Linked DNA regions of Rattus norvegicus: all the other regions are linked to region 2. A link is a contact called in public Hi-C data. All regions are on one chromosome and are shown on one strand. Each heading gives the region's core, a stretch centred on a gene start, on an enhancer-like site or on the middle of the called end of the contact. The rest is flanking DNA. Distances are from core to core; before and after follow the strand shown.

The links. Hi-C and Micro-C count contacts between places; a contact is called where the count stands out from the background.
Region 1: a contact with region 2 is called in a Hi-C map of liver, with 3 times the contacts expected there. The contact joins the promoter of Srsf1 here to the promoter of Mrps23 in region 2. A contact is called at or near these places in 12 of 12 Hi-C or Micro-C datasets (the A7r5 cell line, the Rat2 cell line, Schwann cells and 7 more).
Region 3: a contact with region 2 is called in a Hi-C map of the A7r5 cell line, with 6 times the contacts expected there. The contact joins the promoter of Vezf1 here to the promoter of Mrps23 in region 2. A contact is called at or near these places in 12 of 12 Hi-C or Micro-C datasets (the A7r5 cell line, the Rat2 cell line, Schwann cells and 7 more).

Annotation. Positions count from the first base shown.
Region 1 is chr10:73,334,998-73,339,270 of GRCr8, forward strand. It overlaps Srsf1 (serine and arginine rich splicing factor 1), which reads left to right and starts at 1,501. Exons shown (of 4, transcript NM_001109552.2): 1 at 1,501-1,818; 2 at 2,238-2,422; 3 at 2,773-2,945; 4 at 3,143-4,273. The coding sequence starts at 1,625. The coding sequence ends at 3,337.
Region 2 is chr10:73,494,746-73,499,027 of GRCr8, forward strand. It overlaps Mrps23 (mitochondrial ribosomal protein S23), which reads left to right and starts at 1,493. Exons shown (of 5, transcript NM_001108289.1): 1 at 1,493-1,562; 2 at 2,240-2,410. The coding sequence starts at 1,519.
Region 3 is chr10:73,355,779-73,360,090 of GRCr8, forward strand. Vezf1 (vascular endothelial zinc finger 1) reads left to right here and starts at 1,336. Exons shown (of 6, transcript NM_001304355.2): 1 at 1,336-1,462. The coding sequence starts at 1,430.

The sequences.
Region 1 (4,273 bases), core at 251-2,750, 160 kb before region 2:
CAGCCCTACATCCCTGGACTGTGGTAAATAAATGATAATGTATAGGGGCAGCAGATGGCTCATCTGATAAAGATGCTCCTCAAAAGCCTGACCACACATAGTGCAAGTGGTGAACTGCACTTTATTTTCTAACTTTCACACATGGGCTGGGGCATGACCCACCACCCCAAGGCACAATATGCATAAAATAAAATTGAAAACTAAAAATTACAGTGTAGAGAATCAACCTTAAAATTTCCGGGGATCCGATTTAGCATACTTATTCGAGATAGGAACTGCACAGCTCTGGCTGGCCTTGAACTCCTGAGATTCTGAGGCCTACTTTGAAAGGAATGCGCCACCACACCTGGCTGTCTTATTATCTAAACAGGAAAGGTTCTGGTTTTAGCCAGGAGGTGGTGACTCATCTTTGATCCTAGCACTTAGAAGGCAGCAGGATCTGAGTTCCAAAACAGCCAGGGGCTGTTCAAACCAAAACAGAAACCCGAAACTCAAAAACAATGCCAAGAAAAAGGTTTGTTTTTAAAAAATTTTAATAGAAAGGGTTTCCCTGCATGTCCCGGGCTGACCTTTAATAGAAATGTGTATCACAGAGTAGGTTTATCACCTCCTTGCCTCAGCTCCCAGAGTGATAGGATTTCAGGCACACAGACTTAAGTCCAGCTTAGTTTTGTTTTAATTAAAAAGCCTGTATGATTTCACAAATAAAACTCTCCTATTCCCGTTATTACAAAACAAAGAAGCAAAATTGTGGTATCCAGTACAAAAATCCTATTTCAGATAATCTCGGGGAAAAAGTTATCTCCCTAGACTAGCACCGAACCCGGATCTCGGCCCAAAGAAGCAGTTAGTATTTTATCACGTTTCCTTTTTCATCCTTTGAAAGGAGGAAGAAAAAAAGCGAAGGCACGGTTCATCTAAATAGATATGGAGGATCCGTCTAGACACTTTTAACTGTGTAAAATGCAGCCCACCGCAGGTTCGCAGAAGCAAAAGCCACACAGCTCCCCTTAGGCTGTTAAACGAATCTCCTGCAACTCGGCCGGCCGCACCGAAGTGCTAAAGTTGCCCAGGTTTCCGGAGCAACACCCAGCGTCATCTAGCTCCGCCCCCTACGCCTTTCCCGCCAAAGGCCGTTACCACCGCGGAGCATGTTGGGACACAGTTGCAGGCTAGGTTTCACCCAATCTTTTTAAAGCGCCGAGCTGCTTCCAGAGAGAGTTTACGCCAGAGGAAACCGACTATCCTGGACTCAGCAGGATTGGTAATAACCCCTTTAACCAGAGTATGTGACTTTTACCAAACGTCTGGCCGCTCCACCAGCCAATCATCCCATAAGCCCAGGACCCGAGGGACTTTTTCCCCTCCGTGCGGAGGGTGACGTCGCGCGTGCGCGAGCGTACTTCTCAGCACCCGTTACGCTCGTGCGCGTGCGCACTGAAATGGAATAGCCGCTTCCTCCGGCTTCTCTTCCTCCCCCTCCCCCCCATATCAGTGCGCCGAGCTGATAAAGGCGCCATTTTGGACCGGCCGCGGGAGACGTGGTGCCGCTGAGGGCTCGCTCTGCCGTACGCTAGGCTTGGTGGGAAGGCCTCTTTTCGAGTCCGCGCTTTTCGTCGCCGCCATGTCAGGAGGTGGTGTGATTCGTGGCCCGGCAGGGAACAACGACTGCCGCATCTACGTGGGTAACCTACCTCCAGACATCCGAACCAAGGACATTGAGGACGTGTTTTACAAATACGGCGCTATCCGCGACATCGACCTGAAGAACCGCCGCGGGGGACCGCCCTTCGCCTTCGTTGAGTTCGAGGACCCGCGGTGAGGCAGCGTGGGGCTTGCGGCCTTGAGGAGATAGGCTGGAGTAGTTGGGGAAGGCTCCGAGGCCTTAACATAATGGGGGAAGGAGGGGCTCCGAGGCTGGGAGCGAGGCGCTATCGCCCCTGCAGGAGTCGAGTAAGGAGCCGAGTCGGCGCGTTGTCTCCGGTGGCTGACCGCCTCGGACGTCCCCAGAGCCCATGCGCAGCCCCGGAGCGGGAAACTGAGGCGCTGAGGGCTGGCGTGGTGGTCGGGAGTCTGCCCGGCGTGTTTCTGGGTGGGGGAGGGGCCGGTCCTATTATGCAGCGCATGTGGGCTCTGGCACCATGGGTGCGCATGTGCGCTGTCCGCGGGTTCCCGAGTGAGTTAGCTTTGCCAGCGGCTCCCTCCTCATCCCCTTTGCTTTCTGTGATCACACGCAGAGACGCGGAAGATGCGGTGTACGGTCGCGACGGCTACGATTACGACGGCTACCGTCTGCGGGTAGAGTTTCCCCGAAGCGGCCGTGGGACCGGCCGAGGCGGCGGCGGGGGTGGAGGCGGCGGAGCCCCGAGAGGCCGCTATGGCCCGCCATCCAGGCGGTCTGAAAACAGAGTGGTTGTTTCTGGTGAGTTGACTTCGTGCGGGTTAAAATTTTTCCCGCGTGATTGTTTTGAGGTCTGCAAGTTTTCTGTTTTGCTTTAAACATGGGGTCTTAAACTACTTCGGTCTTTCGGGTGAATTTAGTAAATGAAGATTACTGTGGTGGTGATTTACCCAAATTAGGTTGCAGTACTAGCCTATGAAGATCCTTTACAAATAAATTTGGACTCTGGATCTGACTCTTACCAGCTCTTTACCTGGAAACACTTAAGTACAATCATTAAGTATTTTAAACTAATCTTTGTTTTAATGTACTTACACGTTTGATGTGGGACAGGTTAAGTAGTATTAAGTTGGAGGGACTCACTTTTTCAGGACTGCCTCCGAGTGGAAGCTGGCAGGACTTAAAGGATCACATGCGTGAAGCAGGTGATGTATGTTATGCTGATGTTTACCGAGATGGCACTGGTGTCGTGGAGTTTGTACGGAAAGAAGATATGACGTATGCAGTTCGAAAACTGGATAACACTAAGTTTAGATCTCATGAGGTAGGTTATACACTTATTCTTTTTTTTGGCCAGAATTGGATACAGTTTTCTTAACAGTGGAATTTGAAGGTAAGGATACAGGCAAGGGTGTCCGAGTAAATTACCAGAGACCTGGTCTGTCTTTGTATTCATTCAGCTTGTCTGAAAGACAGGTAAAAGCTTAGATCTTTCAATGGAAAGTTCTGTCTATCCAATAGGGAGAAACTGCCTACATCCGGGTTAAAGTTGATGGGCCCAGAAGTCCAAGTTATGGAAGATCTCGATCTCGAAGCCGTAGTCGTAGCAGAAGCCGTAGCAGAAGCAACAGCAGGAGTCGCAGTTACTCCCCAAGGAGAAGCAGAGGATCACCACGCTATTCTCCCCGTCATAGCAGATCTCGCTCTCGTACATAAGATGATTGGTGACACTTTTTGTAGAACCCATGTTGTATACAGTTTTCCTTTACTCAGTACAATCTTTTCATTTTTTTTAATTCAAACTGTTTTGTTCAGAATGGGCTAAAGTGTTGAATTGCATTCTTGTGTAATATCCCCTTGCTCCTAACATCTACATTCCCCTCATGTCTTTGGTAACTTGTATTTTAAGTGATGTCATAGACAGGATTGTTTAAATTTAGTTAATTTCCATGCTCTTCAGACTGTGATATTATGTAAATGTCTATTCTGCTCTGGTTTGTGTGAAATGGGATGTTGGGGGTGTTTGTGGTTATCTTACTTGGGGAAGTTCTTATGTTTATCTTGCTTTTCATGTGTCTTTCTGTAGACATATCTGAAGAGATGGATTAAGAATGCTTTGGATTAAGGATTGTGGAGCACATTTCAATCATTTTAGGATTGTCAAAAGGAGGATTGAGGAGGATCAGATCAATAATGGAGGCAATGGTATGACTCCAAGTGCTATTGTCACAGATGAAATTGGCAGTATTGACCTTATACTAAAAGGCGAGGGTTAAAATTTTATCTACCTTAAAAGACTTGCAAACATCTTATGCAGTTATCTTCAGCTACAATTGCTTTGCTTTTTAAAACCTTGGCAATTGTGGCAAAATTGCCCGTTTTGTAACAGTTATTTGCTCCCTTCCCCCCTTTTTGTTTTAATAGGGACTAATGTGGGAAGAATGGCTAATTTGTCACAGTGCTTAGTTACAACTGTTAATGTGTGGCCTGCTGTTGGTGTACATGTGGGTACAGGGTGTCTATTTCCAAACAGAGTATAATATCAATACTGCTAAATCTGCATGTCCTCTGTGTGACTGATAGAGCGTTGTTATTTCATTTTTTAAAGACAAAAATGACAGCAAAATATAGAATTCCAACATATTAATGTAG
Region 2 (4,282 bases), core at 243-2,742:
CTAGGTATGTAAATACAGAGGGTCCTAGTTTGTTAATTTACTAGGTGCATAGGGTTTTATAGAATGCACGAATCCAAATTTTCAACCTCTGCTTTATTTTGAGATAGGGCCTCTCTCTATACAGCCTTGGCTTTTCTGGAACTCACCACGTAGCTCCGGCTATCCTCTAACTTACAGATGCTGGCTATCTGCCTGCTTCTGTATCTCTCGTGCTGGGATTAAAGGCGTGTGTTACCAAGTACTGTACTACTTTTCATTTGATGAAATGTTTTGCTGTTCTGTTTTTCCCTAGACAGCATTTTTCTGTGTAGTCCTGGCTGTCCTGCAACTCCATCTGAACACCTGACTGGCCTCAAATTCAAATTCAGAGATCGCCTGCCTCTGCCTCCTGAGATATGGGACTAAAGGTATGAGCCACCACCGCCCGATCATGTATTGAATTTTAATTAATTTTATATGTATCAGTATTTTGTGTGCATGTAAGTCTGTACACCATGTACATGCCTGGCGCCTGCAGAGTTCAGAAGACATCAAATTCCCCGGTCTGGGGTGAAAGGTGGTTGCTAGAACTCGAATCTGGGTCCTCTAGAAGACAGTCAGTGCTCTTAACCGTTGAGCTTTCTCTCCAGCCTGATGTTTGATGTTGTTTTTTTAAAATCTTGTCACTACATTCAAGAATGATGATCCTTGCACAAATACCCTGATGAAATTTCTACAGGGTGCTTCTCCCTTGGAGGGACAGATATCCTCCAAACCCATACTTTGAACAGTTGTACAGTGACAGACTACGTACCCTCAGATTTTGAGTTTCTTTCTCCGAATGCGTTAGTTCTGAATGCTTTCGCTTCTTAAAACTCCAGCTCTAGCAGGCGGGTGAGGGACGCCTCCAGCGGAGGAACCGCGACTTGCAGGCAGCTTTCCACTGAGTGTGAAAACAGACTGCTCCAGCGATCCTCACTTAAGGTGCAAGGCCGAGGGAGGAGGCCTGGAGGTTCATGTCACTTGAAAAAGTTACTTTGCCTCTCTTTGGGTCTCAGCTTCTTTTTGAGTAGTGTGAATGGCTAAGATTAGGCCCAGTCGAGGCTGGTGGCTCTCAAATGTCTGATTGGCTGGCTGCTCCTGACTGTAAGGATGTGCCTCATCCCTGCGATCCCCACAGTGTATTCCCTTCTCCCTGCCAGACCTGCTGGAGTGCAGGAAGCTTTGAGAAGAAAGAAGAAAGCAGGCGCCACACTCAACCTTTCCCCTGGACCGGTCGTTCGTTTACTACTCTTGCGCATCTTTGGAGCACTCCCGCTCTTTCGGCTCGGGAATCGATTGTTCGTGTCTGAGCCTCCCTCACGGAATACCAGAGCGCTCCCACTCAGCCCATCGTTTGCTTCTGCCTGATTCTGCCCTCCGGATGACGTTAAAGAGGGATTTTAATCCTTGGCTCGGCCAGCAGCTGCTTTCTCCTTCGCTAGTTTGCTGCTGCTTCCGTTTCCGGCAACAGCCAGCGACTTTCTACTCTAAGTGCCCATGGCGGGGAGCCGGCTGGAGACGGTGGGGAGCGTGTTCTCCCGGTGCGTGCTATGAATCGGGCTAAGGCAGGCTTCCCAGCGGGTCACGACGCTCCTGGCATAGCCTGAGAGGATGCAGTTGCGGATGTCCGAGCCGGGTGATGCCCTTGGCACGGAATCTGTGTGTCTACGTTCCCTTGGATTTCTATTCTGTCAGATTGTGTTCGCCACCCATTTCGGTGTAGACCCTATACAATAAAGAGGCTGAAGGGCCTGACTGGGCAGACTTTGCTTTTCCACTATGGAACGGTGGGTGGGCTGGGGGTTGAGACCCGAGCAAGAAGATCGAGTGGCTTAAAGCTGAGTGTCGTGTAATCTTGGCGTTTTAGGAGGCGAGGCAAAAGGATTGCCACAAGACCAGGGCCAACCTGGCATCGTAACGAAGTTCAGGCCAGTGAGGCTACTGGCAGACTTTTGTCAAAACAAAAAGCCTGCGTGGACACGCTGTAATCCTAGCACTGGGGAAGTGTAGGGAGGCACTAAATTCAAGGTCTTCCTCAGCTACATTCTGAGATTAAGGCTAGCCTAGGTTACATGAGAGCTAACCAACAGGACTTAACACTGTGGTCTTGCTAGGTTGCTGTGGGTTTTGGCCATGCCTCCTCTAGGTGAGAGGTTCCTTTTGACTCACCTCTACCAATCTGCTAACCAGCTGACCTTGGTTCTGTTCCCTCTCTAAGGACCAGGGATCTGATGCGGGCTGGGGTGTTGAAGGAGAAGCCACTGTGGTATGACATATACAAGGCCTTTCCACCTCTGAAAGAACCTGTCTTCCGAAGGCCTCGTTTGCGATATGGCAAAGCCAAAGCTGACATCCAGGACATCTTTTACCGAGAGGATCAGATTCGAGCGTAAGTGTCTCCTCTGTAGTGAGCAGGACACAACAGACTTTCAGAAAGGAAGGCTTGTGTAGAAATCTGCTCACAAGCTGAATCAGGGGCTTTCTCTGTGGAGTTGGTCTTATATTGCGAGTAAAATCATGACATCACAAACACACACACACACACACACACACACACACACACACACACACCCTCCTGTCCCGTGGTGAGAGGAAACAGAAGTTCTAAGAAGTGGAGTCTGGAGACCCCAAACTGACAATATTGCAGATAAAGTGTCTGTTTTATATGAGGTACTTGGTCAGCCCTTGACAAACATCAGCTCATAGACTTTATTACTCTAACCTTGTCTTCGATGGCACATATCATTGCTTCTGTTTTATTCAAGAGAACTATCAGGTTCAAGGAGGTTAACCACCTATGGCTACCTCAGAGGGTGGCAGCTCTGAGAAGTCACATCTGGCCCCACACTTAAGGTGGTGCTATCACATTAGCAGCTTTGGAAGTGGAAATAGGAATGTGGTCTGTGGATTTAATGTCTAACAATCATTGAAACCGCTCTGGGAAGGATGCTTTGAAGTTCAAAGCACTTACAATAATCATGACTAGAAATTTGAAGGAAAATGCCTGCGTACTTTATTTCTTTAGCATCTATTTCTTCCTTTTTTCCTCTTGAGAAAAGGTCTTGGTCTTCCTGCCTGTGCTCCTGGAGTCCTGGTGTTATAGGCTTGTATCGCCATGCACAGCATATTTAGTACACATTTATTGTAGAAAATTGAGAAACAAAGGGATAGCATAAGGAAGAAAGCGGAGTACCCACTGCCCTCTTCTGTGGTAGTAGTTTGAGGCAGCTCCTGGGACTTAGCTGTCACTTTGAAAACATTGTCCCCACATATACAAGTACACTGTAGCTGTCTTCAGACACACCAGAAGAGAACATCAGATCTCATTACAGATGGTTGGGAGCCACCGTGTGGTTGCTGGGATTTGAACTCAGGACATCGGGAAGTGCCCTTAACCACTGAGTCCTCTCTCCAGCCTGTCCCCATAGTCTTGTTTAACATTGTAAGGCAAAATACTAGCATATCAGAGTTGTGAAGGTGAAGGAAATAATGCTTAAAAGCATTTTGCTATTTTTAAGATTTTTAATAACTTGTCTGTTGGTGCATGTGAGTGCCGGCTCCCTCTGGAGGCCAGAGGTCTTGCAGTTTCTTTGAAATAAAGACTTATTTCTATTTTATGCATTTGAGAGTTTTGCCTGTACGTTTATCTGTGTATTGTGTGTGTTCACTGCTGGAGGGTGTGAGATACCTTGAAACTGGACTTAGAGGCAGTCGTGAAGCTTCTGTCCTGGGTTCTGGGGACCGTCATAAGTCCTTTGGAAGAGCAGTAAACTCACTTAACTCTTGAGCCAGCTCTCCGTTCCCACAATGCCTTTCTTAGTGTGTAGAAGTTGTTTATTTCATTTTACAAGTTTTCTCTTGGGCTTTCTGTCAAACACTGCCCTACATGTGTTAGGCACTAAGATATATATTCCCATCTACCAACTTTCCTTTTTGGTGGCCTAATTACCTTTATTCTTGGAGTTTTGAGGAAGATCTTTTTCAGTAAATTCATCTTGAGTAAATAAATCTTACTTATGTTTAGTCCAGGATAACCTCTCTGCCTGACTTCTGGGATTTCAAGTATGTGATTTTGCCTCTGCCTTTCTATTGTCGCCGCTGCTCTTTGGTTTGTCTCCTTTTGTTTTTTTATCATTTACCACATTGATTTGTTTTGGGTATGTATATGTGTGCACTTGCACACATGTTTGTGGGCATGCGTGTGGGATCAGAGAACAGCTTGTGGGAGAGGTTTTTTTCCTTTTAGCATGTGAGTCTCAAG
Region 3 (4,312 bases), core at 86-2,585, 140 kb before region 2:
ATTACCATACCTCTTCAGTTTCTATTCCCATAGAATTTTGTAACTATTCTATTTGGATATATATATGGAAGTTGAAGATGTCTTTCATTAGAACTGTCTGGAGAGGATAAGAGTCAGTTTGAAATACAGTCTTGAAATAATGTGCCCATCTGAGTTTTTTTTTTAAACATTTTATAAAAATACCATAGATGGAGCCTGCCTCCTCATTTCCCCACCACAGATTTCTTGGACTAGATACATGTTTAATAATAGCTTGTCTCTGATATTCACAGTAGCTACCTCTATGTGAGGAAAGGATAGAAAACATTCAAGACATCATACGGGCTTACGATCTACAGATTCCAACCAGTAGCAGTGGCTGACTCCTACATAGAAGACTGGGAACTACAAACAGGCTGGGGTCACCTCAGTGACATCTGACGCTGTCCAACCAGAAGTCTGACTTGTGTGTTGCAGGAATTGAAGAATGTACTAAAAGACTAAAATATTTCGTCTCTATACTTTCTCATTTGTTTTTATTGTTTTTAATTCTGGCGGGAGAGGGGTTCAAATTCAAATAGAATTTCCTATAATCTGGAAGGATGGGGAAGCACGGTTCCGTCACCCAAGAATAACCCAGTAATGACATCTGAACGCGTGGGAAGTGTTTCCCTCTACACTAAGAGGATCTAAGGCTGTACCCTAGTGGAATTCCCTGCTCAAATTGGAAGACCACGCAAAGGAAGATGGAGATATCATAGCAAGAGCACTGAGGGCTTAGCTGGTCAGGAATGAAAATACCCGAGGGTAGGGGACATTAGAAGCCAGCATCCCCCAGTTAGTAGGTTGAAGCTGTGCTGTGCTTGACCGACTGAAGAGCCAGGTGACCAACTGGAGCTCTGACTGCCGCTGGAGATATGAGAGGGACGCGACGCCGCTGGGCACCGAGTCAGAGTCACGAGAGGCAGCCCAGCTGTGCCCAGCGGGCCAGCGCCAGACCCTGGCGTCCTCCATCTTCTCTCCTGAGCTCCCCCTGCTCCAGCTGCCTGAGCCACGGACCGCAGCATCACACACCCCCGCGGGGGGGGACGCCGCGCCCCATCCCCGCCCCCGGCCCCACCCCAGCCCCCGCGCGGGCGCCCTGACCCCACCGCCCGCGGGCACTGGCTGAGCTCCGAGGCGGCGCGCCGGCGGCGGGGACGCCCGGAGGGGGTCGGAGCGGCTGGGGGCGGCGGCGGCCGGGCCGGGGCTCCCCCCCCGCCCGCGCTCGCCGCCGCGGTGGTGCGTCCCGGAGGTTACCGGAAGTGGCCGCGCTCGGCGCTGCCATGTTGAGGAGCCGCCGCTGCCGCTGCCGCCGCCGCCGCCGCCGCCGCTTTGTTGTCGCCTCCTCCGGCTGAGGAGGCTCCCCGAGCGGGGGGAGTGGGGAGGAGGGGGGTCGGCCGCCGCAGCCATGGAGGCCAACTGGACCGCGTTCCTGTTCCAGGTACTGGGGGCCCCGGGGGGGCCGGGGGGCCAGGGGGGCCGGGCCGGGCTCGGGCGGGCGCTCCTCCCCTCCCGGCTCCGCTCTCCGGCCGGGCCTTAATCCCCCTTTGTTTTTCCGCCCGCCCGCTCCGGCGGAGCCCGGCCGCTGAGGTGAAAGGAGGCGGCCTCGCAGGGTGCGGGGGAGAAGCAGGCCTCGGGGTGAACCCGGGCCCCCCCAAGCACACACGCACACACACACCCTTCCCTCCCGCCCTGAAGGGGAAGGGAGGAGGCCGGCCGCTGTCACCACCGGGCGGCCCAGAGAAAAGAGGGCGCCGGGCCGCTGGGTAGCGCGGGCCGCTCGGCCACTGCGCGCCGGACCGGGGCCGCGCGGCGCTGCGAGGGGGTCCCCGGGTCCCGCTCCAAGTCCCCATCCATCTTTCGCTCGCGCTTTCGCGTCACCTCTCTTTTTGTGTGTGTGCTTGTGTGTTGACTTTCTGACCCTCCTCCCACATCCCGCGAATAGCGGGTATCTCTGGCTTCTCCGCCACTCCCCCTTCTCGCCGCCCCCTCGGGTGTACCCGACGGGGGGTGTTGCGAGCGTGGTTCCCGTCTGTAAACTTTTCTCGGTCCCTAACCCAAGTCCTAAGCGATCCCTGGCAGCTGGTCCCCTCGCCTCTGTCCAGCTCCTGCGGTCCCATTGAGCTTGGGGAATCCCCGGACCGGCGGGCCGGGCGGGGGCGGGGAGCGGCGGGGGCCGGGACTCCTGCAGGCCCGACCTTTCCCGGAGCGCGTCTTGCTAGTCTCGCTCCGCGGCCCGCTCGAATGTTCGCTCCGGCCCAGTGGGCGACGGGAAGCGGAGAGGGAGCGCAAAGTCCGCTTACAAAGCCCCCAGCTGAGTCACTCGTGGAGTGTGTGTGTGTGTGGGGGGGGGGGTCTTCGCGTCTTTTTCTTCTTTTTTCCTTTTTGCCAGAAACTTCAAAGCTAGTGTAGCGGATGCTTCAGCCATACCCTTCCCCTGTTCTTCTGCCACTTTAATGCGGGACCCCTGTTTGGAACTTTTTTTTTTTGGCTGCTTCCTTTCTGTTTGCAAATGCATTGATGTGCAGTAGAGATGAGCACACGCAGAAACTTCAGAACTGAAGGTTAGAAAGCTAGTCGTTTTTTTAAATGTGTCCTTCCCACCTCCCTCTTTTGAGTTATTTTCCTAAATACTTCTCGCAATTCCAAACGCATAGTTTGGGCGCTTGAGACCTTTGGAAATGCAGAACCTTCAAAAGATTATACTCTCAGCATCTGGTCCCATCCCGGTGGAGTTAATATAGGGAATTGGAGGATTCAAAATTACCCATTGTGTAATCTGGCTTGTCCTATTAAGACATATTTCAGATGTGGGCATTTTATTTTAAGTAATTGTTGAAGTAAATGGACTTACTAAAATTGGAAATTTTTAAGATTTTGCAACTTCTGAACGTCCCACTTTATCATCCTGATCTAGTGTTGGTTTTATTGTGCTTTGATGAGCTTGTTATAAGTGATGGTCAACTTAAGAATGCATTGGCAAAGAAATACAGAACTAGCTGGCCTGAGAGTTGGTGCAAAGAGAAGCTTACAAATGATCATTTTACAGTAGAAGACTGAGGGACTTTAGGTGTAGTTTAAACAATATTAGAATGAGTATCTGTAAACTTGGAGGCTGAACAAAACAAGTCCTTTATGTAAAGGAGAAACCCATAATTCATCTTGGGGAAGTTAGTTGAAAGATCCTACAAAATACTTTTAAACACTATTTAAACTATTCCCTTCCCGGATAAAGCTAATGCCAACCTATTAATTTTTTTCCATGAGGAAATGTGAAAGCTCATATTTAATCCCGGACATGCAGTGTGTGCTGTGAAAATCATTGCAAAAGCTGTAATTTAGAGCTGAGGACAGTGAGTAAAGAAAGCCCTTCCTATGGAAAGGTAGCAAAGACAGGCAGTTCTAGTTCTCAGTGACCCCCCTCCCCACACCGGGGAAATGCAGAGTTAAACTCCGTGTCTCAGAGCATCATGTTGAATTTATATCTTTAAGCAAGTTTTAATAACCTGCCTGCTTACCAGATAACATGGTGGGAAGTAAAAGTGTAGCTCTTAAAATGTTTGATGGATGATTTGTACGGGACATTCGGGAGATGACTCACTGATGCTAATTTGTTTCAGTACAAAATTTTTTACCCTCTGGCAACGGAGATTTCATGGTTCCACATCCTACCACCCTGGGTGATGAAATAATATTTCTGGTTTTGTTGTTGTTGTTGTTCTTTGGTTGGCTGGTTTTGTTTTGTTTGTTTGTTTATTTTGCCAGTCCCAGAGAAAGGAAAGCTTGAGCAGAGGGAGAGCTGTGCACTGGAGTTAGAAGATGAAATTTAAACTTTGATGTGACGATGCTAGTCAGATAAAAGCTTACTAAGAACTTGTATTTGAGAAATAAATCACTGAAATGCAGACCTCGGTTGTTATCTAACTCTCCCTCAGAGAACACTGAGGAAAATTGGCTTTCTTAGCCAGTGGAGAAGTGTCGGCTCCTAGCAGTCTGCAGAGACCGATTCTTCTGGTGGTTCTATAGCATTTTACTCAAGACACAGGGACCTGGTGTGGCTCTTGTGAGCAAGCATCAAGACGCTGTAGACCAACTTGTACTGCACAAACATCTGAATTGGTGAATGACAGGGGTTTTAGTAGTCCATCCTGCTAATGGTAGTTTAGAATTGAAAAATAGCTCGAATGTTATAAGTTTGAACTTTGTCCAGAAGATTCGCATTCCGCAGCGTCTGATCTGTTAGCCTTTGAAATTGTATATCCTGAGCTCTTCAGCTCTTAACTGTTTGCAG